Regions from separate parts of the Ovis aries genome. Here region 1 is linked to region 2. A link is a contact called in public Hi-C data. All regions are on one chromosome and are shown on one strand. Each heading gives the region's core, a stretch centred on a gene start, on an enhancer-like site or on the middle of the called end of the contact. The rest is flanking DNA. Distances are from core to core; before and after follow the strand shown. Region 1 overlaps ETS1 (ETS proto-oncogene 1, transcription factor). Region 2 has its middle 160 kb from the start of TRNAR-CCU.

What was found. A called contact is a pair of places that touch in the nucleus more often than the background predicts.
Region 1: a Hi-C map of skin fibroblasts shows a contact between it and region 2, with 2.3 times the contacts expected there. The contact joins two enhancer-like sites. A contact is called at or near these places in 2 of 16 Hi-C or Micro-C datasets (blood and skin fibroblasts).

The regions. Positions count from the first base shown.
Region 1 is chr21:29,276,417-29,280,313 of ARS-UI_Ramb_v3.0, forward strand. ETS1 (ETS proto-oncogene 1, transcription factor) reads right to left here. Exons shown (of 9, transcript XM_060404263.1): 7 at 1,067-1,327. Among named protein-coding and RNA genes, the nearest start is that of TRNAR-CCU, 44 kb to the left of the region's middle. Within about 2 kb of position 2,480, at least 12 of the 54 cell types and tissues checked have an H3K27ac peak or open chromatin away from gene starts, as enhancers often do.
Region 2 is chr21:29,070,000-29,073,883 of ARS-UI_Ramb_v3.0, forward strand. No RefSeq gene overlaps it. Among named protein-coding and RNA genes, the nearest start is that of TRNAR-CCU, 160 kb to the right of the region's middle. Within about 2 kb of position 2,607, at least 8 of the 54 cell types and tissues checked have an H3K27ac peak or open chromatin away from gene starts, as enhancers often do.

The DNA of each region.
Region 1 (3,897 bases), core at 1,230-3,729, 210 kb after region 2:
ACAAAGGGTCTTCACATGATGACTCGCCCAGGGTGGATAAATTGCAAGAGGCCAAGACCACTGCTGCGCATTCGAAGCTTAAAACAAGCTCCACTCACAACACAATTTCTGAATTTTAGAAAACACTATGATCTTACAGGCTTCCCTGGTGGCTCTGCAGTAAAGAATCTGCCTGCAATGCAGGAGCTGCAGGAGACGTGGGTTTGATCCCTGGGTCAGGAAGTTCCCCTGAAGGAGGGCATAGCAACCCACTCTAGTATTCTTGCCTGGAGAATGCCATGGACAGAGGAGCCAGGTGGGCTACAGTCCATGGGTTGCAAAGTGCTGGACTGAAGAGATTGAGCAGGCACAACCTTACAGAAAAGATCTGATCATTAATATATTCTTACTCCTCGCGTAGATCTCAGATACACTCTTCAAACCTTCCCAAGGACAATGAATTCAGATTCTTGGACCAGATTCTCAATCAAAGCCCAAGCTCTCAACATACACCTTCCTTTCTCTATGATCTTTCTTTTGTTCAACATGACTACAAGTTTCACTCCTGGTGGAAAAAAGGTAATAATAAAGCTCAGTGAGAAGATTTCCTCTAGAGGCCAGGATCTAGCCTGAGTGTAGGGTGACTGAGGGCACTTTTCCCATTTCCACTCCTGCCTGATAATGAGTCGATGAGTCCAGGGAGTAGACCCACTCAGTGATGGCTTTCAGCATTGCTGCTGCTGGCTCTGTGTTCAAAGAGCCCTCCAAGAGCAGGTAAGAAGCAGCCCCTTGATGCTAGGCCGGGAAGGCAGAATTTCCAGAAGTACCAGATGGACAGAACTCCCTTCCCCTAGTTACAGATTCAAAATATCAGTTTTCCTGCTACTCTTGGAAAGAATCCCCTGAAACAGAATGATACAATTTGCTTCCAAAACCCTATGGCTATCTGCAGAGTGACCTGAGAGGCTAACCCAACCTCTCAGAGTCTAGTTGTCCCCTAGAAAGGGGGTAACCTTAGGGGCTGGGGACAGCACAGAAGTGTCCAAGGAGCCCACCCCAGAGGGCGGGAGGAGGCCAGGCGTCCTACCTGTGTAGCCGGCCAGGGCCGCAGCAGGAATGACGGGCTTGTCCTTATTGAGGTCAGCGCGGTCACGCACATAGTCCTTGAAGGTGCCCTTGGGCTTGTGGTTGGGCAAGGCGGCTGGATAGTCCTCGGAGTCGAAGCTGTCGTAGGAGGGGACGCGCTGCAGGCTGTTGAAAGACGACTGGCTGCTCCAGGACTGGGTGAGGCGGTCACAGCTGTCGTAGCTCTCTATGCTCTCGAAGGAGTCCTGGCCCCCGAGCTTACCTGGAGGAGGAGGAGGAGGCAGGAGGAGGGCGGGGAGGAGGGATGGGAAGAGACACTGTGAAACCCTCTCGGTGAGGATGTGCAGGAGGGATAGAGAGAGGGAGCGGCCGGCGGGGATGGAGGTGCGTGCATTTGCTCCAGGGAAGAGGGGCTGCCTGGACCCAGCCTGAGAGGCCCCTGCATGGTCCGATCTTGCTCCAGAGACCCTGGGGCCAAGACTCAGAGCCGGGTGTTGCTACTCATCTCTGCCAGGGGGAGACAGCAGTGTTTGGAACAACAAGAATTCCACAACCAGAAACCTACAGGCTGAGAAACACGTCTGTTATGACGAGATTTCTGGCCGATGAGTTAGACCCAATGAGTGGATGAAGAAATCTGAGCTGCATCAGGCTCAACTCACCCTCTACCCTAACTCAAGCCAAGAAGATGATTTCAAAAGGCCCCATTTGGCAAAATATTTTGGTCATAAGAAAAAAAAAATTCCATTACACTAGGAGAGGATTGACCTTCCTTGACCTTGGAACTAAAACACTATTTTTTAGCCTTTTTTCCAAACACTCTTTGAAATGTACATCGTACCGCCTCTATGCCTTCTCAAATAGAAAAAGAAGCCATGAGATGTTTTTTTTTTTTTTTGCCAGGAGGTTAAAAAAGAAAACATTATCATTCTTCTAAATAGAAATCCATATTCTTTACCAAGCACTATCTGTACTTGAAATTTGCGCTTTATTAGGGAAACGAAGGCAATTAAAAAAAAAACAAAGAAGTTGATTAAAGAGTTAAGGTCCGTAGCAATAGCAGAAATCCTTTACTCTGTGAGTTGCTTAAGGCATTCTTAACTGACCACAAGATCATGCAAGTTCATTAATTTTCCAAACCAGGTTATAAACAGCTGCTATGATTGCACAATAGCTCCTAGAGAAATTTCCATTGGCAAAAAATGCCATTTAAAAGGAGGCTGAAAACGGGGGGTGGGGGAGGGGACAGAACCAAATGCAGCTAACTGCTGAAAAGGCTCACAGGAATACTTCTTATGTTTTATTTCCAGATACTTTCCAGGCAACCTCAATTAAATCACGGGAGATTAAATGGCTGATTGAGTCCAGCAAAGTCAAGAGGCCAGAGACTGTGACAGACGTGCAGGCAGAAATACCTGCGAGTCAAGCCTGGCCGGCCTACTCTGACGTCTAAATCCCAGAGGAAAGTTGGTATATACAAAGTAACGCTAGTGAGTTTCTGGTGTATCCTCCCCTTCACAACAGAGGAAATTCGTTAAGACAATGAAATTCAAATATTTAATGTTGGTGTCCAAACCAACATTAAATATACAGTAATTAGGAAGGAAGATATATCGCTTCCAAAAAAGATTTTTAACCCCAGATAAAAGAAGTTAAATATGTAATTTCTGCATTATCTACTCTTGTAAATTTCCTGAGCCTCTTATCCCTTCCAACACTGCTTGGAACAAAAATACAGTTAGTTATCTGCTTCGTCTCATTCGTTCTTCCAACCACTCATTCAAAGAACAGCAATCCCCAGAAAGCCTTGGAGCTGTCGGCCCCATCTGCCAAGTCCACGGTCACATTTGCAACTTTTTATTATTATCATTATTACCATCTAGTTAATACTCTGTAACGACCTACATGGGAAAAGAATAAGAGTGGATATATGTATATATAAACTGATTCTCTTTGCTGTACACCTGCAACTCACACAACATTATAAAACACTACACTCCCCAAAATGTTGTAAATAAAAAAACTTTAAAAAGAAGGGACTGTCCCTTCCAGAAATTCACATTAAAAGTCTCAAGAAAACAGACCCCAACCAAGAACGCAGCAGCCTCTTTTCAACAGAACAGGAAATTTTGTGGCCTCCCATAAAAAGGTGTTTGCCCATTCCAGCTGTCCATCTTAAACATACCAAAAGCCTAAGAAAGAGTTTATATTTTCATGAGGACACCCCAACAAGTCCCTTGCATTTACACTCAGAAGTCCCTGAGATGATTCCGTCAGTCATTTTTATACTGGGAGGGCGTGGAGACTGGAATTTCCACTCGCTGGACAGCTGAGGTTCCAAGGAACCCCAGTAAGCAGGGACACTGAACGAGGCTATAACCGCCCCCTGGCAGCCTCTCAAACATAAGCCAAATGCAACTCTGTTGAGAGCTGTGGTTTATAGCAGGAGGCTGCTTTCATTTCAGCTCTCTTTCACAATCCTAGAGCTGGGAACCTTCATTTACGGGTATTTTTCTCCCAAAATGGGTTGGTTCCAACTAGATGAGTCGCTCAGTTAGGCTACTGTGTTCAGGGGCGGGGAAGCTCATGTCCTCTAAGACATCCATCGACTGGCTTTCCTGAGAAACATCTTGGCGAGGTCCTTGCAAAGCTCCCTGACCCCACCACACAGACCTCAGGGCACCCAAAGCAAGAGGTGGGGGAGCCCCATGGCAGCCCACTCAACAGACCAGCACAAAGAAGACAGCTCTCTGAGTCCAAGGAAGTGGAATAGAAACACACTGTCTACCCTAATGCAGTCTGGGAACACTGCGATTATTGTTCATCATCTTC
Region 2 (3,884 bases), core at 1,357-3,856:
ACAGTGTAAATATTTAATCCTCCAATGTTCCTTAGATTTGAGGAGTAAATAAGAATGGTCTGGACACCACAAACTTGGCCTTCTTGTTAAGGTCCTTTGTAAAGATAAGCTGATACAAAAATACCTTTTTGGTCTTTGTCTTTGTCAAGATAAACTTCATTTTTAGACATTTAGACAAATTGCTGAACAGCAGGTTAGCTTTGGGGCAGACTAATTCACATAGTGTCAAAATAAATAGCTGTTGACTTGTGGAAAATCAAACTGGTCCAAAACAAAGGCCAAATATTTTATTATAGGCATTTTTGTTTTCAGATCATGTTTCCTGTGTTATTCATGCGCTGTTTCTTTTTTGTTATTACTACCGATATTTGCATGTAAACAGGATCTCTGTTGCTTAGCAATTCAGTAATTTTTGTTGTTTCCTCTGTGCTGAAATTGCTTTAGTTTTCTAGTAGGGAAGAGAGCTATCTGAATTCTCTCTCATCTATGAAATATATTTCATTTTCAAATCTGATAATAAGTTTGTTTTGGAACAATTCACTGACACATTCTTCAGACTTAAATTTCTACTCCAGTTTTCACCAGAAATGAGTTGAGTTGAGAAGATCTGTGCATTTGGTCATTGTTTCTTCCTGCCTCATGTTACTTGAAATTACTCTGTACCTACTTTAATCACTGAAGGCCCCTGTTAGTGGTGTTTTCTTCCCTACAATTAACTTATCACTTCTATAATTTAAAAAAATTTTATATAATCAAGAACAGGTACTTGTTTTCTCATTTTTCTAGTTTTTCTCGCAGCTGTCATGATAGCTATAGCAATACCAAGCTGTAAAGTTACAAGAAGGCATTCTTAGCACCCTACAAAGTGACAGGGTTCAAGAGGACCTCTTGTTTCTCAACAGTTCTCACAGACTCTGTAAGATCTCCAGGAAATGAGAGCCCAGTTATTTGGGTTTAAATGACAGCATCTTACATTACAGAATATATGCCCCATGGGTAGTGATTACTGGCTTTCGTGCCAGTGATAGGAAATGCAAGAATAAAGGATCTGTACTTCATATCATTCTTTTTTTTTCTCTTGTTCAAAGGAAATAATATTTTTAGGCACCTTAGATAGCATGAGCCAGTCAGCTGTTCAGCCACCCTGATAACGCCCCATTCCCCCCAAAAAGAATCAAAGCACCTGTTCAAGCAGAAAAACTAGTTCATGAGAATGAACTAAGCTCAAGTTCAATCTAATCTTCATCTACCAAACTGACTCTAGAGGTGAACTTTCCACAGCTCCTTTCCCCTATGTGGGTCACTCTGAGTTCTAAGATGATTTAAGTTGATTAGAGACATAAAGAAACCCAAGACTGGGACTTCCCTGGTGGTCCAGTGAGTAAGACTCTGTCTTCCAGTGGAAAGGGTTCAATCCTTGGTCAGGGAACTAAGATCCCACAAGCTAAGGGGTGTCACCAAAAACTGATTAAAAAAAAAAAAAAGACCACTGTGCAATTCTCTGTCAGTCTCTGAATTTTGACCAAAGAGGAAAATAGTACCTATGATTATAGTTTTAAAAAAATACCATGGTTATTGCTCACAGTCACCAAACAATGTTTTTGAGATCCACAGACTAATATTTAGATCGCTGGGCATCCCCACAGAGAGAAGGAAGGCAGTGAGGCACTGTATAGAGAAATCTGGACAGAGGGTCAGGACAAGGAAGTTCTGGTTCTGACCTTGTCAACCTGTATGACCATAAGCAAGACATTATTTCTCTCAGCCTTCATTATTTTTCATTTAAAATCTGTGGAGCTAGAGCAGAGGTGTCTTATGCTCCTTCCAATTCTATGTAAACTTGGTTCATGGAGACTTCCCATGCATTTGGTTGGCTGCCCCCAACCCCCTGTAGGTGGTGGCACACTAGGGTTGGGTCTCCTGGGCAGAGTATCAGGCTCCACAGTGAAACCTACCCTGTTACTGGCCACCCTTCTTGCTGTTAAGCTCACCTACTCAGTTGGATGGCATCACTGACTCAATGGACATGAGTTTGAGCAAGCTGCAAAAGTTGGTGATGAACAGGGAAGCCTGGCATACTGCAGTCCATGGGGTCACAAAGAGTTGGACACGGCTGAGCGACTGAACTGAACTCAGTTAGACTTGGTCAATTATCTTGCACCTTAGATCTGCTAAACTAAGTCATGATAAGTTGCTTGTCAGTTGGGACAGTGTCCTCTCACCCATAAAAAGACTGAATAGAACTTGACCAGTTCTATTAGTATGGTATGCATCTAGGGATTTCCCTGGTGGTCCAATGGCTGAGAATCTGCCTTCCAATGCAGGGGACATGGGTTTGTTTCCTCGTCTGGGAACTAAGATTCCATATGCTGCAGGGCAACTAAGCCATAGCTACTAAGTCGTTGAACTCAAGAGCCAGTGAGCTGCAAGGAAGACACAGGGCAGCCCCTCAAAAAAAAAAAAAAAATAGTATGCATCTATTTAAGAACTCTCCATGCCTCAAACCAAAAGAATGACTAAAAATTAATAGTAGACATTTGATGAAGCAACACAAAACCGAGGCATTGTCAGATCTGCATCATGAGACATGAAGCCAGCTTTAGAGGTTAGGAGCCTTAAAGGAATTAAGAAATGTTATAGGAAAATCCATTACCTAGAAGCAATTGTTGCCTCACTTTGGGGATCACCTCCGTGAGTCAGACTGATGATTCATTGTGAGGCCAGCTTGTTGCCAATGAGACCATAAACAGATCATTCAACACAGTAACAGAAAGGTTATTTGATGTATACTAAGCTTAGTGAGGGAAGAGGTTCACTCCTTGTCTCCGATTGCGCTTTTTCTCTCTGTATTTCAGTGGTCTCATTAGCCTTTCTTCCCTCAGTGACCCTCCGTAAGCCCCCCACCGGGGAGATGGGGATGACCTCAGTTTCCTCTCCCTCTCCTCTTCGATCTCTTGCTTCCTTTAACAGGCGTGATGCTCCTCCCTCCGTTCTCTTACCTCCTTAGGGTTATGGGAGAAAGGAGGTGGTTCTTGAATGCTTTTCAGTGACACCTAAAAAGAAAAGGAAAGTGAAGTTGCTCAGTCACGTCCAACTCTTTGCGACCCCATGAACTGTAGCCCACCAGGCTCCCCTGTCAATGGACTTTTCCAGGCAAGAGTACTGGAGTAGGTTGCCATTTCCTTCTCCAGGGGATCTTCCCGACCCCAGGATCAAACCTGAGTCTCCCGCATCGCAAGCAGACACTTTACTTTACCTTCTGAACCACCAGGGAAGCCCATGATACCTAAAAGCCAGGTAATAATTTGACAAAGACCAAACAATTTTTACCCCTTTCTTCCATGGACCACCCCAATAGCACTGCCTGTTAGTGTTCTCAGGAGGCTCACATGCTCTGAGAGATGATTGCTCCTCAGTTGCTTAACTCTGCTCAATGTTCTGTGGCGATCCAGATGGGAAGGAAATCCAAAAAAGAGGGCGTATGTGCATACACATGGTTGATTCACTTTGCTGCACAGCAGAATCTAACCCAACATTGTAAACAACTATACTCCAATAGAGTATATAGAAAATATTTATTTTTTATAATTATAAGTGTAATAGATAAAAATATTTATATTTTTATAATATAGCTATAAAAAATAATGTATATATATAGCTATAGGAGCTACCCAGGTGATTCAGTGGTAAAGAATCCGCCTGCCAATGCAGGAGACTCAGGTTCGATCCCTGGGTTGGGAAGACCCCTGGAGAAGGAAATCACAACCCACTCCAGTATTCTTGCCTGGAATGTCCCATGGACAGAGGAGCCTGGTGGGCTACAGTACATGGGGTCACAAAGAGTAGGACATGACTTAGCTACTAAACAACAACAAATCACAGCT